Regions from separate parts of the Danio rerio genome. Here regions 2 and 3 are each linked to region 1. The links are chromatin contacts, called in public Hi-C maps. All regions are on one chromosome and are shown on one strand. Each heading gives the region's core, a stretch centred on a gene start, on an enhancer-like site or on the middle of the called end of the contact. The rest is flanking DNA. Distances are from core to core; before and after follow the strand shown.

What was found. A called contact is a pair of places that touch in the nucleus more often than the background predicts.
Region 2: a contact with region 1 is called in a Hi-C map of an unstated tissue, with 6 times the contacts expected there. The contact joins the promoter of plekhm3 here to the promoter of LOC100537744 in region 1. A contact is called at or near these places in 3 of 18 Hi-C or Micro-C datasets (caudal fin, embryo and an unstated tissue).
Region 3: a contact with region 1 is called in a Hi-C map of hematopoietic stem cells, with 3 times the contacts expected there. The contact joins the promoter of kcnh3 here to the promoter of LOC100537744 in region 1. A contact is called at or near these places in 2 of 18 Hi-C or Micro-C datasets (caudal fin and hematopoietic stem cells) and 1 of 4 datasets of contacts at active chromatin or transcription factors (caudal fin).

The regions. Positions count from the first base shown.
Region 1 is chr9:30,358,254-30,361,280 of GRCz12tu, forward strand. It overlaps LOC100537744, which reads right to left and starts at 1,655. Exons shown (of 8, transcript XM_073912777.1): 1 at 821-1,655; 2 at 1-20. The coding sequence starts at 881. It overlaps zgc:162396, which reads left to right and starts at 2,314. Exons shown (of 6, transcript NM_001044782.2): 1 at 2,314-2,552. The coding sequence starts at 2,442.
Region 2 is chr9:29,812,986-29,815,730 of GRCz12tu, forward strand. It overlaps plekhm3 (pleckstrin homology domain containing, family M, member 3), which reads left to right and starts at 1,423. Exons shown (of 8, transcript XM_021474190.3): 1 at 1,423-1,472.
Region 3 is chr9:29,777,381-29,780,199 of GRCz12tu, forward strand. It overlaps kcnh3 (potassium voltage-gated channel, subfamily H (eag-related), member 3), which reads right to left and starts at 1,261. Exons shown (of 15, transcript XM_073912773.1): 1 at 1,182-1,261. idh1 (isocitrate dehydrogenase (NADP(+)) 1) reads left to right here and starts at 1,219. Exons shown (of 9, transcript NM_201499.1): 1 at 1,219-1,347. The coding sequence starts at 1,314.

The DNA.
Region 1 (3,027 bases), core at 405-2,904:
CACATCAGAGCCAGGAGAGACTTTAGAGAAATGAAATAAAACCAACAATGAGAAATTGTATAAAACTTTATTACATTTAAAATAATGAAAAGTGATATTATTGTTTTTATTATTTTATCAGAACACTTTGAACTGATGTAAATTCTTTATATGAAAAACAATTAGTTTTAACAGTTCAACATCAAACCTTGCTGAACAAAATCCAAACACACCAAGTAAATTAGCTGAGGACTTTGCACAAATACATTTTGTATTTATCAGCCTTTCTAAGCATTAGGATAAACAGACACATGCATGCGCGCGCACACACACAAACACACATACACACAAATATATATTTTTTGTTTTATAAATAGATACAATATTACAGTAGAAAGAAAAAACTTAATCAACCTTCATCTTTGGTCTTGACTGCTTGCCTTGGTAGATACACTGTATTGGTTAAAAAAAACTATTAGAAAGTACAGTATATTGAATTATTACAGCAACTGACTGATGAAAGATTAAAATTGTTATTTTGGTGGTTGGTTTGGATTAATCAGTGACATTTACAGTACTGGCATGATTGTTGTTTCCATATAAAATGTTCATTTAAAAATAAATATTGCAGTAATCTGGCTAGATTTATGTACAGCAAATCAAAAATCTAATTAAAGCACGGAGCATTGTTAAAGTTAAATGTTCTGGTTTAGATAACTCAGATTTTCCTGTAGCTAACCATACCTCAGTTTACAGACAGAATACACCCACTAATCAGTAAAATAATACAAAATTAAGAAAATAAATATTGTTTATTTAGAATCTGGTTAGTAACACTCACCTAGTTGAGAGCTGTAACAAAATCCACTTAAAAACATTAATATCAAAATTGTGAAGTACATGGTGTTTTCTGTCTTTTTTAGAAAGAGGAAGTGCAGAGAAAGAGGAAGTAAAAAATATATTTTCCTTTCTTCTTTTTTTAAAAAGATGGACACAAGTGTGTTAGCTTTTCTTGCAAAGAGGAAACGTGTTTTGAAACAATGATGTGCAAATTTACAATTATATAATTTTTGAATGACTGCATCTACTGAAATATCTATTTATTACAAGTATATACTGTAATGTTTTTAAAAGGGATTAAGCCGAAAAGGAAATGAATGAATAAATGAATGCTTTTAATAATCAAGACAGATGTTAAACACAACATACAGTACTGACATTGTAGACTATTTGCTTAAGATAAGGTATTTATCAGCAGCATCATTTTATATTTGAAAACAGATTAACTGAAAATGGCACATAAAACATTTCACATAGCAAAGTTAAACTTAGATTAAGTAAGATCACAGTTATGTTTGTGTCTTTTAAATGTCTCATTGTGTTTTTTCTTCACACTTGCAGGGCTAGAATTGCTTAGGGCTCCCAAATCACTAAATCCGCCCCTGTATGTACGGATTAAATGCATTTATCTATTTTAATTTATTCATTCATGTATATAGACTTTTTTTATCATATGGAAGTTGTTTGGTCGATTTATTTTTTTTAACATTGTACGAATGTATGATTCCTGGGGATTAATTTGGATCTATTTTGTGTTATAAAGGGCTAAAAATGTGTAAATACTGCCCTCTGCTGGCTATGTTTCAACAAGAAAAAAGTATGTTTTATTGCGCGACCTACTTGAAAAAAAAAAAAAAACGTTTTAACATTTTTTTACAACATATTATACTCAAGTGCATGAAGGTATTTTCATTCTGAACAAACGGTTTGTTTTATATTTGTTTTATTTCACCATCATAAAAAACACATGTAACGTTAGCGTAAAAAAACAAGTAGCTTCCCACTTTAATTTCACAAACAGTGAATGAAAATAAAAACGTCAAACGAGACTATTTAAACTGAATTATGGTAGTAAAAAAAGTAAAATAATATGCAATAAAAAAAACGTTTTGAACTCTCGCGACAACTCGTGAATGACACTGGGAAAAGTAAACATAAAATATGGCGACTTCCGTAACTGCAAATCTTATTACAGTTCATATTTTGTTGTTTAATAACTTTGCCCAGTGGATGCCCGAGTCTCTTCAGAGAGCAGCGTTGATGAAGTGACATACGTCTGTCTGTAAACGGACAAATCTAAAGAAACGATTCGCATGAACATTAACTACAACGTAAATGAATCGACTCTTGAAACGCCTACTGTATTGTTATACTGCACGACAGAAGTAGTAGTAGTATGGGGTAGTACTGTAGTATGCTATTCAGAATAGCTTAAGCCACCTACCCACGTCATTCTCGATTATGACCAAAACCATGACTTAGCAGTCGTTTTGTTCCCACCCATTTGACATGAACTCGTATTCGTGTTTCGCCTCTTCAGTATCCAGTAATAATTAACTCTGCAGAAGTGCAGAATTAACTTTACTCTGAATGTTCGTCTAAAGACTTGCCGTTAAAGAAAAATGACTGAACGAATGTTTGAAGAGAAACAACATGCCTCCCTCTATCAACAATATCGATTCGCACCACCGGATGAGCTGAAGGAGCTTATTCTTCAGTATCTGGACAAAAAGGTAAGATCAGCCGCGAGGTTTTGTTCGAGGTTTTGTGTGCACGACAGCTGAATCAGTACGTTTATTAAGGCCCTTCCAAAATATGAATCGCCTACATTATATAGTTAAATAATCTACATGTTATGCATCTTGGTAAAATAATAGGGCTAAACTTAATTTACATTAATAATTATAATAATTCTTGTGCTTTTGATAATAAACATTCTTCGACCCATCCTAACGATGACATTAATTTAATAATTAACGTTAATTATTACAATTTTAAAGTTGCTTTAATTCTTGAAAAGAATGTGGTGTTTTTTTTTTTTTTTTGAAGGGATAGTTCATCTTAAAATAAAAAAATTGACTTAAGTGCCCTCAAGCAAAGATTTATAGTTTTGCATATTTTAAATAGTTATTTATTATTATTATTATTTTTTTTTTGCTGTACATTTTCGCTTCATTAATGTTTTTTTTTTCTTACAGTCGTTTTCAT
Region 2 (2,745 bases), core at 173-2,672, 550 kb before region 1:
CATGGATCGAGTGCCGCGAGTTTAAATGTATGCGTGTGTGTGTGTAAATGTCGGTGTTTATGCGAGAATCGAGTTTATATGTATATGCAAGTGTGTAGTAGTGTGTTTGCATGCTGCGAGTTTATATGTATGTGTGTGTGTGTGTAAATGTGGGTGTTTATACGAGAATCACATAAACATCATACACATATACTCCTTACATATATACACACTCGATACATCCTATACATATACACTCCATGCATATACACATACTCAAGATACAAGATACATTCTATACATATACAATTATTCTAAGTATACCCTCGTATACTCGCTTGTTTAGCTGATTTGCTGATCCTGTAACTATTGACTTACATTGACATTCATTTATTTTATTTTCGGCTTAGTCCATTTATTAATCTGGGGTCGCCACAGCGGAATGAACCACCAACTTATCTAGCACATGTTTTATGCAGCAGATGCCCTTCCAGCTACAACCCATCTCTGGGAAACATCCAAACAACTCATTAATACTCATACACTACGGACAATTTAGCCAACCCAATTCACCTGTACCGCATGTCTTTGGACTGTGGGGGAAACCAGAGCACCCAAAGGAAACCCACGCAAATGCAGGGAGAAGATGCAAATTCCACACAGAAGCACCAACTGACCCAGCCGAGGCTTGAACCAGTGACCTTCACTTCCTTCTGTGCCACAGCATTGACATATTTGTTTTTCATTTCATGGAAGTTAATAGATACAGGTAACTGATATTAATGAGTCAAAGAAACATTGACTTTCGTATTTTTTAATTTTTTTATTTTGAGTACTTTCATTTAAAAATTAGGATGGGTGTTATAGTAGGCTACACCAGCCTTTTTAATTTTAGGATTACACCACTGACACTAACCATAATAAAACCATAGTAGACTATTTGTATTAAAATACAAATAAATATATAATATAAGAGTTTAAGAAAGAGTTTTGACATTTTTGACGTTACTGTAACTTCTTGACATGGTAGATTTCAGGTACACTTGCAGATTATGATCGAAGGAAACAATGTTGTGGCACAGATATATATATATATATATATATATATATATATATATATATATATATATATATATATATATATATATATATATATATATATATATATATATATATATATATATATATATATATATATATATATATATATATATATATGATGTTGTGGAGTCATTATTCTGTGATAATATCAGACTCTGTAGTAGGCTATCACATTTTTCTGGAAGTTAACTATTATATCCATGAACCATGAATTTATTTTGTAGCCCAAGATGCATCAAGGAATACCATGATACTTTTTGTGATGTTTTCATTTAAAAACGACATTTGTACATAAAAAACGGCAATCGGAACCATTTATCGCTGGATGTTGTTTCACCCGGTGAGCATTTCCGCTGACGGAACTGAATGTGACAGATTGTAAACAGTATCGGGTGAGTCATTTTCCCGTATTAATTAACCGTTTCTCGCGCTTTACATGTGCGCACGTATTATTTTAGCGATTATCTCATTATAACCAAAACATAAACCTGTTATAATCGCCTGGAGGTTAACGCGTTCAGATGACACAAATGTCATTGGCAGATGATGTAGCGGTGTGCTAACTAGCAGCATGAAGTCATCGGCTGAACTGATAAACTCAGCGACTTGTGAATTAAAGCACCAATTATTTTATAAGAAACACGCATGAATGTTAGACTTTGTTCAAACCTAGACATATAATTGAAATTCACGTGTATATTACCTGCTGCTTTCTTGTTTGATTTTAACTGCAAGTAATGTGCCATGGCAGTTCTCACAAGATATGAAATATGATTGTTCATGAATCTTGTCGGTTTAAGTATTTTCTAATGTTTATCATTTGTAAATAGCTTCTGGTGTAAACAGGCAGATGCATGTAAGAGCAGCATAGCTCGTAGTTTTACATATAGAGGTGAAGTTAGTTTATATTCACACATTCAATCTTTCTCCTTAATAACATAATTTCACAAAAAAATATTATTTGCAAATGATTATTTCTAAAAAATTAAATCATACTAGCAGACAATGATTATCAAAGTATAACATTGTTTTAGAGCATCTCAAAATGGCATGGGAAGAGGATCTCGGAGCAGAAATTGAAAATTGGTAATGGGAGGAAGCACATGAACAAGTTCATTCTAGTTCAGTGTGTATCAGACATGGTTTAATACAATCTAAGATTCTGCACAGACTCCACTTACCTAAATTAAAGCTCTCTTAAGATGTTCCCTGTCATAGACCCACTATGTGATAGATGCAATCAAACCCAGGCATCGCTTGGTCATATGTTTTGGAGTTGTTCTAAAATTGTTAATTATTGGATTTCAGTTTTTGAATTAACATCAGAAGTGGTGGGAAAACAAATATACCCTGGGCCTCTTTTAGCTATATTTGGTGTCAGTGATAATTCAGATTTATCTAATAATCAACGTACAGTGATTAGAATTATTACCCTTTTGGCACGTAGATTGATTTTACTAAATTGGAAACTTAAAGATCCTCCATGTTTCTCCACAATAATAAAAGATGTCATGTCCTGTCTAGAACTTGAGAAGCTAAGGCTTTCCCTAAAAATAAAACAGAATTTCCAAAGAATTTCCATGTAGTATGGAATCCATTTATTGAGTACTTTATAAAGAGAGCAGTGATTGAACCGTTATTAAAAACACTTCAAATATGTTTGCT
Region 3 (2,819 bases), core at 11-2,510, 580 kb before region 1:
TGGAGACAGAAGCTCTGACTGGTGAAGCGACTGCGCACTGATGCCGTGTGGACTCCGGTGTGCCACCACGATCCCTTCTCTACATCTATATTACTGGTTTTCTCTAGTTGCTATAACCAGCAGATGTCATGTCACGTGGTGAGCAGAGTCTGGTGAGGATCCTTCTACTAGTTCATTGTGTTTTTATTATTTATGGAAGATTCTCTATTCAGCTTAAACAGCAGATTCTTTTCAATGAAAAATATCTTAAATTATTAAACATAATGCTGACACTGAAAAGTAGTTAGCAAAACCTGTTATTCCTTTTAAAATATTTTTGAATAAATAGCATAACAGAAAACATATGAAGGGAACTTTGGGTTCAGATCAGATATTGTACAACCTACGAAATATTTTTTTTCTTGAAACCATGTTTTTATTTATGAAAAAAGCAAGTAGGCTAAAGTAATATACGATAAATCATGTTGAGTCAAGGACAAATACAAGTATTTGAATAGCTGAAAATTACAACACTTGACAACTTTAATTAAAACATTTCAAAACACAAACAACCTGTGTTTTAAACCAGATCCATAGCATCTAGCATCCTTGATAAATCAAACAGTGTGTGCAGAAGTGTTCTGCTGGTATCCCTGACTTGCTCTTTTATATTTGATTTGCTGTCAACAATAACAGAGTAACGAGGGGGAATGGGGTTTGTTGTCATTTTCCTGTGCAGTTAAAGAAATTGCAGTCTCTAGACACTGTGCATATAATAAGATTGACAATTTCGCTCGCCTGTGAGGTAGAAATATTTCATATAAACATATGCTACACTTTAAACTATCACAGCATAATAGGCCTTATTTAAATAAGTCATATATGTGCAGTGCAAATCTTAAACTCGCTGTCCTAAAAGTTATGTCACCTTGGCCAGCGGACTCACATTCCAGATGCCCGAAATATTCCAACAGACGACACACTTTAAACTAGCTTATTAATAGGTCATATACATTTTTCTTAACTTGTGTCTTGTTACACACTTTGCCACTTATGGTTATCTTACCTCAGAGATATTTACATTGCAAAAATAATATAATGAAAAGAAAAGGCTTCAGGACGGTAAGGACATTGGGTTGTGGCAGACTGTGGCAATCACAGGGGACCTACTATAAATTGAGTGATGAAATAGCGACACCTACCGTCAAGTTTAAATTCTGCATTCACTCAGGAGATGTCAAACAAACTGCTCGTTTTCATGGGCTCTCCTCCTTACTGCTAAAATAGAGGAGAAACACAGTTTCAGCACATTGAGAGCAGCGTGATTTGAGCATATGGACTCTTCAAGAAACAGAATGCGGTTTGGAGGTTGTATGAACATGTATCTTTCTTAACGTTACCTATTTTACATACTTAACGTCACATTCCACCTTCCGGGAAGTTTGATAAATATATCAACCATTTATTTTGAGTTTAGAGGAACCGCGTTTTATTCTGTTTGTTGGCGTCAAAACGTGGCGTACTTTTATGACACGCCATTACATTTAGCTTATTCTACAATGTGAACCGCATGTAACGTTAACGTTAGCCGATGATAAAAATTGGTAGATTAGAAGAAAGGATCACCGAAATGCGATAAAGGTGAGTGGAAATGCACCGAAGTCTTCCAAAACAGGCAGGGCTTGATCACGTTGGCGGTAACTAATGGTCAATTGTCATGTAACGTTAGGATTGAATTCGATTGGTACAACAAAATTTTAATTTTCAGCTCTTCTTTTTGTTTTTAGTTTTATATATAAATAGTTATAAGTTCGTGTAAATGTTGTTTATTATGTGTAAAAAATAATTAACTACACAGACGAGGCATTGCATTAATCACGTGGTATGTGATACTTTTCTACTAGTTGAATAGATGTAACCAATCACAGTTTAAGATTAACTAACGAAATATAAAACTTGCCAATTAACTCAAAACATAATAATTGTAAAACAGATAAAAACAGCCGCAAAACATAATAAATATAAAAAAACAGACACAAAGTTTTAAAAACAATATTACAAACGCAGATTTTTTAGAAAGGGATAGTTAATTTTAAAAATGGGTGGACAGGACAACTGTTACTATATTGACTTCAATAATATTTGTTTTTCCAACTTTGGGTGTTAATGGCTACAGGCAGGCCCGGATTAAGAACTCAGGGGCCCCTGGGCACATTATCTTGTAAGGCCCCCTACCTGGCCGCACCCCTATAGTTGAATTTAAAAAATAAGAATAATATAATAATTTTTAAATAAAATGAATCTATAATTTGTTGCCCACATATTTAAATAAATAATATATAGTACATATGTATTTATAGTCTGCAAAGATTTAAATTATTTTTCAAAGCATTAAATAAAAATACTAATAAAACTACATATACATATATATATATATATATATATATATATATATATATATATATATATATATATATATATATATATATATATTATTTTTTAATATATTTTAATATATATATATATTTTTTAAGGGTATTTTAGTGTATTGCTTTTACAAACTTATAAAGCATATTATTGCCATGGCATATAACGCACAATGCTTCTCCAATCCAGTTCTATGAATCTGAGTTCTATGAATCTGAGTCTTTCATAATACAAACACTGGTTTACTGTCTCTCTCCTCCTCTCCCTGTATTTTCTCTACTCTTCTCGTCATGAAGACTTGATTATAAACCTAAAAGTATCCGAAATCACAGACACTATACCTCTTCTCTCCCCTCTCTCTCCTCTTCTGGGCCTTTCTCTCTCCCTCTCTCTCTCTCTCTCTCTCTCTCTCT